Regions from separate parts of the Gossypium hirsutum genome. Here region 1 is linked to region 2. The links are chromatin contacts, called in public Hi-C maps. All regions are on one chromosome and are shown on one strand. The core of a region is the stretch at or near the end of the contact, and the rest is flanking DNA. Distances in the headings are between cores, read along the strand shown.

The links. Hi-C and Micro-C count contacts between places; a contact is called where the count stands out from the background.
Region 1: a contact with region 2 is called in a Hi-C map of leaf, with 1.7 times the contacts expected there. The contact joins the promoter of LOC107962157 here to the promoter of LOC107929822 in region 2. A contact is called at or near these places in 6 of 34 Hi-C or Micro-C datasets (leaf, petal and seedling).

The regions. Positions count from the first base shown.
Region 1 is chrA06:79,977,496-79,981,746 of Gossypium_hirsutum_v2.1, reverse strand. It overlaps LOC107962157 (transcription factor bHLH112), which reads right to left and starts at 1,624. Exons shown (of 7, transcript XM_016898418.2): 1 at 1,115-1,624; 2 at 227-785; 3 at 53-136. The coding sequence starts at 1,461.
Region 2 is chrA06:79,766,434-79,770,899 of Gossypium_hirsutum_v2.1, reverse strand. It overlaps LOC107929822, which reads left to right and starts at 2,917. Exons shown (of 2, transcript XM_016861337.2): 1 at 2,917-3,523; 2 at 3,716-3,950. The coding sequence starts at 3,091. The coding sequence ends at 3,771.

The DNA.
Region 1 (4,251 bases), core at 375-2,874, 210 kb before region 2:
AACATCCCATCATAGTAAAAAAAGAGAAATGGTCAAATTTATATTCTAGTACCTTAAAAGTTGGTAAAGGCGATGGTGATTCAAGCTTTGGCCTCTTCATCCCTGACGCCGACTTTCCAACTTCTGTGGAATTAGTCTATAATACCAATCCAATAAAATCTAATAAATAAATGAATCGAATTTGTCAAAGAACTGGATCCGAGGCATGAACGTGTTGGATTTATACCTTTGTTGTCGAGCTGGGGCAATTAGCCTTCTCTTCGAATGTTTGTACAAGAAATTGTGATGCTGGCGAGGGTAAGAAGCCGCTTTTAACATCGTTTATGCCAGTGGCAGAGGCGTTCCAGAAGGGTGTGTTGTTGGAGAAGCGCAAGCTACTAGGTTGCTGCTTTGGCCATGAAGATTTTTCAGACGACATATAGTTGATTGACCGGTTGTTGAAAAGTGATTGTTGTTCTGAAGTTTGAGGATCGGATTGAAACAAACTATGTAACAGTGTTGATGGGTAACCGTACGATGATGAAGCCATTGGGAACCCAGCTGACAAGCCCTGGCATGTTGGTGTACTATTACCGGAGCTGGTTACTGAATTCAATGAAATATCTTGATCGATAGGCTCGACAACAGGGATGGAAGAATCTTTCCCAGGACTTGAATGGCTCTTTGGGCTCCAGTAGTTATGGATTTGAACTGAACTCATGCCTGTTTCTTGCCGATAGTTCAACCTTGAATCTATATCTTCTTGAAGAATCGAATTATAAAACTCAGTTCTCCCATTACTCCGACTGCAACAATCATGGATATATATATAAATATAAATATAAATATAAATATAAATATAAAACAGTAAGTATATATTCAGTACATGTAGAGAATTTTAGTCTAATAATTAAGTGTTCAATTGATTGCTAATATTGACTTCCTTTTCCAAACCTAGGGAACCAAAAAAAGTCTAAAATATTCTTCTTTTTTGAACTTGTGGTTGAAGCTTTGGGTTATAAGGTCGTCCTTGTATATGAACTTTGAAACTTCAACCATAAAAATTCATACTCAATCATACTAAAGAAAATGAATACTAAAACCAGTTATTAGTATAACACATAATCAAACTTACAGCAAAGACAAGTTCCAGTCCGAAGTTGTCGAAGATGGAAGGCCAAAACCCATCATTTGTAAAGTGGAATCAATCAAAAGACTGCTGCTAGTGCCACCACTATCTGAATCAGTTTGATGATGAGGATGACCTTGGAAAACTGTGGAGCTAACACCAGAAACTGGGTTTTTAGTTGACTCTTCATAATACCTTGTTCTTGCCCTAATATCCACCATATCAGTGTCATAACCAAAGTTTCCCATGTCGACAACCCCCGTAGAAGGCGGCAGAGAACACCCTGTTAACATGGGTTTCGTCGAATTCCACCACGTTCCTCTACAAATCCCAGCATGAAATTCTTCTGCCATACCCACAAACCTTTTTTTAAGATCTTTCTTTGTTTCTCGTGTTAGAAGATGAGAGCTCTCTCCTTCGGGGTTAAAACAAGTCAATTTATATATGAAAGGGTTCCATGCAGATTTCTGCTAAATGAATTGTCAATTTTTGGTTGACATTTCAAAGGATGATTGGACAAATGAGAGAAAGCATTTTTTTTGAGTATTTTTATTAATTAATTTAAATATATATAACTTTGTTCTCTATTTCTACTTTCCTTGGAACAAGTTGTAATTGTTTTGTTTTATTTGCTTTCAAAATATTTTTTTTTGCTGAGTTTTGGTTGTATTGATAAAGGTGAAATATTAAGCTGTAAATTACAATAACGTTAGTGGGTATTCCCTTAATTAAAACTTTACAATTTCATTACTCACTGTAACATTTCAAATTTTTTTTAATACTCTTTTACAATTTTTTTTATGAAATAGTTTTGAATATCAAAAATCTATAAATTAAATTTCGGATAGTTTTTTCTTTAATCTTTGATATTAATCATTAAATCAACTTAAGTTTAATCTATATTTTTCTACTTATTGCTAAATACTATCATCAAATTGTAATTTAGAACTCATTATCAGAACTTAAAAAAAATACATAACAGTTTAATAATTTAAATAAAACTTTTGAATAATTCAATCAACAAATTATAATATTTTTATTTAAATAATCAAAACAAAAATTTACCTATTGTAAGATGGTAAGTAAGTGGAATGTAGAGCGGATATGAAAAATTGAGAAAAGAAATATGCGTGTGGACGGTGTTAAAAGTTCCTTTAGGTTAAATTATTATATTTTTAATGATTAATTTTTTACGGTAATGATTCAAAAGCTATATAATCTTTATAATTATACTTGAACTTAAGAAAAGAAATTCGTTTTTCCTTATGAATAAAGGGACGTTGGCCCTATGATGACCAAGGTGATGCTAGATCCGAATGCCACGTCAGTGTCTTGGCCCAAATATTTGTTTAATCAGACGGTTGATATACAACCGGTTGAATATAACAGTGAAAAAGAAATTCTTAGGATAAATTTGAAATAAATTTATGGACCATTGTAACTTGACGGTCCCAAACATATGCATGATTGTTTTAGGAAAATGAGGATAATTTTGTGGCAGTTGCGGTGGCGCGTGGCTTTCACTTTCATGCAAGTGGAAAATAGTACTTTCAATATTGAATTTAATTTGATCTATACACTTATTTTATACACTTATTTTATAACCCCTTTGATGGGCATTTATGATGTATTTAGTTTTTTTTTGTCTCACACTACAGTATCTAATTTTACCATCACCTCTATTTTTACACTAACTATAGATAAACACACTACACATTCAAAAATACTCTTAATATCTAAGATTTAATTGTTTTAGGCTCCGTTTGTTTCACTGAAAATAACTTCCAGAAAATGATTTCTAGAAAATGATTTATTTTTCTGAAAAAGCTAATATTTTTTTTGTATTTAGATGAATCTGTGTAAAATATTTTCTGTTGTTTGGTAGATTTTTTTTAAAATATTTTATAAAAGTTGTTTTCAATTAAACAAACATACATTTGAGATTTTCTTATTTTTTATTGTTTAATTGAATTTATTTTTATCTATCATTTTATATTTTATATTGTTTTTGCATATATTAAAAATATTATGTTAAATTCAGATTTATTACAACGTCATTTTTTAATTACATGACTATTAAGTGAGTATTTTTTATTTAAAAATGTGACATCAACAAAATTGAAAAAAAAATTAACGATGTCAATAATTGGACTTGATTTTCAAATTTGAAAAGTAAAGGGACTAAATTCTTGAAAATAAAAGAACAAAGACTAAATTACAAATTTGTGATATGTATATAGACTTATGACAAATTTTAACCTTTATACTACAAAATATTTATTATTAATATATTTATAAATATAATAAATATTTATTATTAAAATAAATTGAAATATTAAAATTAATTAATTATATTAATAATTTATTATATTACTAAATATAAATAATTAAATATGTATGTTTAATAATATTGAAAAATATAATATTTTAAATATTTTAAAAAATAAAAATAAAATTTATTATCAATATAATAATATTAAGCTTGGTTTAAGTTAATTTTTATAAAAAATAAAATTATTTATAGATGAGCTCTTTTCATTACTTATGTTTTTCAAAAAGAGTAAGTCATTTTACAGGAAAAAAGGGCTTATTTTACCTTGACCTATAAGTCATTTTCCGTTGACCAAACTATTTTCTGTGAAACAAATACAAGAAAATACAGAAAATATTTTTCCGTAAAACCTTTTACATGTAAACAAACGAACCCTTAGTTTAAATTCCATTTCATTTATTTATTTTGAAACTACAGTTTCTACTATAAAAAACTACCCTCTTATAAAATTTCAATGCCTAATATCAAATTTACTCTCAATACTTACATTTCTTTATTAATTCAATTCTTACTTTCTTTAAACTTAAATTTAATTATTAATTCTTCTAAAAGAGTTAAAATCATTTTTTTAACAAAATTATTAACTAAAATATTAATTTTTAATGATATTGGCATGACAATCAACGTGACAGTCCACATGTACTTCATGCTGACATGGTATTATTTGTCTTATATATCATGTGAACAAACAATTTAAAATTATAAAAACATTCAAAAATTCAAAAAAATGACATAAAATATATGGATTATCATATAAGCCACCATAATTAAACATGTAATGTTTTAATCCCTATTTTCATTAAAAAAACAA
Region 2 (4,466 bases), core at 1,668-4,167:
TGTTTTGTTTTCTGGCATGTATAGGGACTTTAGTCTTTTCTTTATTATTTTGTTAGTTAGCCATAATGTGTTGGCTCATATGATAAAAATTTTGTATAAACCATGAATGTTGGCTAACACCAATTATTATTCAATGCAATGTTGCAAATTTCTAATGGTTGTGGCTGTTTTGGTTATGCATGTTATGTTCGTATTGATCTTGGTTGATCTTGTGTAGATAAGGGCATATAAGGGTGGCAAAGAGGCTTGGTAAGTAGCCTTATTTTGTCCACACGGGTAGATACACGGGCGTGTGTCTAAGCCATTTGTGACACACGGTCAACCCTATAGGTGTGTTGTTCAGTCGTGTGTCCCCTGCACGTAAAAAATTCAAGCCAGTATGCATGGTAGTAAATGTACGGGCAGAGACACGACCGTGTGTCTCAGCGTGTGAAGGGCACGGCCTAGCACACGGGCATGTGCCTTGGCCGTGTGGCCCTTAAGGATTGCTGACGTCAGAAATAGAATCTCCAAGTTTTTGTACACGGGCTAAGACACGGGCGTGTCATGGCCGTGTGAAGGACACGATTCATGGACACAGGCGTGTGTCAGGCCGTGTGAAAACCCCTGTAGGTTTGAATTAGAAAATAAATCCACTCGGGTAAAGGACACGGGCATGTCCCAATGTGCTTAGGTTGTGTGAGCCACACGGCCCATCAGCACGACCATGCCTAAATGGTCACACGGGTGTGTTGTCCCTCTCACATGGGCGTGTGCAGAACCCAGACTGATTCTAAATGGGTTCCAATGGATGTTTTGAGCCTCGTAGACTCTTATTAAGGAGTTTCTAATAAAAATTGAAAAAGGTTTTAATTTGACCATGTTTTGGTGATATGAAAACGTTTGTATGCATGAGTTCAAGTTAGGTAATGCCTCATATTTCGTCCCGGCGTAGGGCACGGGTGTGAGGTGTTACATACCATATATCAAAAAAGGTGGGGACCGTTACACTTCTAATCTGAGTAACTTGACCCATGTAGTGGTGGTGGTTGTGCTGTTGATCCACCTTTTTTCATTGCCTTCATAATAACTTGTCAAACATAATATTGTAACCAATTGAATTTGGTGTTTGCTTTAACATCAAATGAAGGTAAAGTATGGAAATATGTTATGGTAATAATAGTGGTCACAATAGTTGGAACAACAAAGACAAAACTTTCACAGCAAGATTATTAGTGCGATTCAAACTTATCCTATGTTCGTAGGGCGTTACTCAAAGAATCAAGTTATTTTGATAAGCTTCATACAAAGAATAATGATTTAAGCCTAAACCTAATAGTCAACCTTCCCTTTATATATCAAAGTGTAATTCTCTCAATTCATTATTCTAATCACCAAAACACAAACTTAGTCATTCAAAACAATCACTCACAAAAAGAGTCCCTAACATGAACATAGGAGTTTAACATTATTTTCTCTCAAGCACATAAGTTGCCAAAACGATTCAATTAAATAGGTAACTAAATAGTTGATAAGCATTCTATGAAAATTATCTTTAGCTTCGAAATATCCACCAAACCTTTATCTTGATTCGCATAATCTTTGTATTCTTGAGAACTATTTTGTCGCCTATTCACTTAATTTGTAAAAGATAGTCACTTTAAATCCTATTTAAATATTTGACAACTATATGTTTTTATAGTAAAATAACCAAGTAATAAACCAATGTTGTGGTTGTGGTGCAAGTCAAGCCACAACCTCTTCAAAATCCTGGTTATCAAAAAACAGTTTAGGCAGAGTAAGAATAGGGTTTGTGCCTCTAATCCACTTATTTTACATATGTCCTATGCTATCTAAATGTTTGACGACTGGTCATGGAGACTCATTCCATTGGAATAATATAACAATAAGATGATTCGGATCTAATATTCAAATATAAGTGCAAGCTCGTACAATATTAATATTTTCAATTTTATAAGACAACTTGGGTTGAGCAAATACGTTGGCCTTTCTGCCATTATATGTTGGGGGTCATATTGAAACTCAAATATATAAAATATGCAGAACAAGAAATTTGTAGAGTTTGAATTTAAAACAACGCCGGGAACAACAAACAAAACATAGATGGGGTCAGGTGAAAAAAAAGGCATCACGAGACAGTCCAATGGCAATGAATAATCATTAAAGAAGCGGCAAAAGTCATAAAGAGAAGGAAAAGTTGTTCTTGTTTATCCCTAATGATTTTGTTTAATAAATGTGGCAACTAATTAATTACATGTTTTTTTTTTATTGTTTCCAAACCTGTTAGGTGATATAATGTATGTATTACAAAGAAAGCTGTCAATCTCAAACCTCGTAATTTTCAAGCATGGCGTTGGGGTATGTAACTACTGTCTGTCTCTTATATCATTATTGGCCGTCCTAACGAGTAATCAACCCTTGTTACCTATCAGATTCCTTTCACTAACCTTCTTCAAAATTTAGATTTCCAAAATCATCCTCTAGTTTTCCTATAATTTCATCTTTTACACATTTAAAATTTAATCTTTCGATTTAATAATACCGATAAAGGATTTTCGTTAAATTGAATTATATGACCCTTTTTCTTTTGAAAGAAATGCATATGTGGCCAATTTAAAATAGTGTTGAAGCCCTATAATTAAAAAACATATATCAATTTTCACTTTAAAAAATGTTGAAAATCCTTACAAACCCATATTTAGAATTTGAAACCTTACAAACCCATATTCAAATAGTTTTTATTTACTTATTTGGCCTTCAATTATTAAATCAAATTAGTAAAAGGACTGAATTCATAAGATTAAAGAAAAGAAAGACTAAATTTCAAATATGTAAAAAATACAAGGAGTGAAAGGTCAATTTCACATAACAGGAACAAAGTATAAGGTCAATATATAAATTAAAAATTGCCAGGCTAGAAATTGGGCAGTCCTTCCTGGCCCCCATTTCTCATTTTCTATCATAGAATTCGACACAGTACTCTGCTAGCCCTAAAAATCGACCTTAAATTTAAAGTTTTAAACCCTTGGAAGGAAGAAAAACCTCAGATCTCCCAAGTTTGTGTCCCAATCTTGGAAAATCATCCCAACAATGTCTCCATCTCCGAAAATTCTGACATCCATATCTTTATTCGGTACTCTGCTTCTTCTCCCTCTCTTAGTCGCCTCTTCCTTACATGATCTCCTTCAGAGTCAAGGCTTGCCTGTTGGTCTTTTCCCAGACAATGTTAAATCCTATAAATTTGACCCTGATGATGGTCGCCTTGAAGTGCACCTGGAAACCCCATGCATGGCCAAGTTTGATGGGAGGGTACACTTTGACCGTGTGATCACAGCTAATCTTAGCTATGGTGGACTTGTGGGACTTGAAGGCCTCTCTCAGGAAGAGCTGTTTGTGTGGTTTAATGTTAAAGGTATCACTGTTAATGATCCTTCTTCTGGCCTTATTCTGTTTGATATCGGGGTTGCCCATAAACAACTTTCCCTTTCCCTCTTTGAAGATCCTCCTGTTTGCAAGCGTCAAGGTAATCTTTCTTCTCCTACTAATTGAGTTGGATCTTGGATTTGTTTACAATTATTGGTTTCTTTGGTTATGCTAATTTCCTCTGTTTTGGGCAGAGGATGGTATTAGAAATAGTCTAGATCTTTCAAGTTTTCTATTTCTTTTTCTTAGAATTGTGTTGTTAAATCATCTGAAAATGGGTCTTAAAATGCAGGAGTTCTGGCGGAAATTCTTGGAAGGAAGAAGATGGGATTTCAAGTTCAGAGATGATTTGTTCCATTGCTTCATTTTCAAGAGAGATTTTGTTTTTCTTTTTTCTTTTTTTTTTTCTTTCCAAAACAAGATGGGGAAAATGAGTTTGTATTGTAGATGGTATATGTGGAGATGAATGTAAAGATGGGAAATGGAAGATAAGATTTTGCAATCAAGTGACAAATTTTGGGAGTTCATAAACCTGTTAATGGAATGATCGTCTCTTTCACCTAGCTTCTTCATACTCAACAAACTTAAAAGTTGTTTTCTTAAATTTCGAAGCCAAGAATTATAGAATTTGTTTAGCTATTCTAAAGGGTATTTCCATCATTTTGTTCATGGTATTAGTTAACAGCACTTGACATAAAATAGAAAATGTTGTTTTCTTTTTGAGTTTGTTTAGATTTTGTATTAAAGTCATTCATAGATTGGGGCTCAAGTTTTATGTCATCCATCCCTATGTTACTATGAGGAAAACAACTGGTTTTTATTTAAGAAATAAGCAAGAGCTGCCTTTGGAACAAGGAATTAGGTATGGGCCCTCTTAGCTAACATTGTGACTTAAATGTAGCAAGCAATTGCCAACACAACAGCCATGACATAATCCTCCATATATAGAAGGAAGCTTGGAAGGTATCTTGACTGTCAGGATATTTTTTTACAACTGGTAGCTTGTGGTTTGAAACTTAGAAATTGTTCCATTTGTTTTTTTT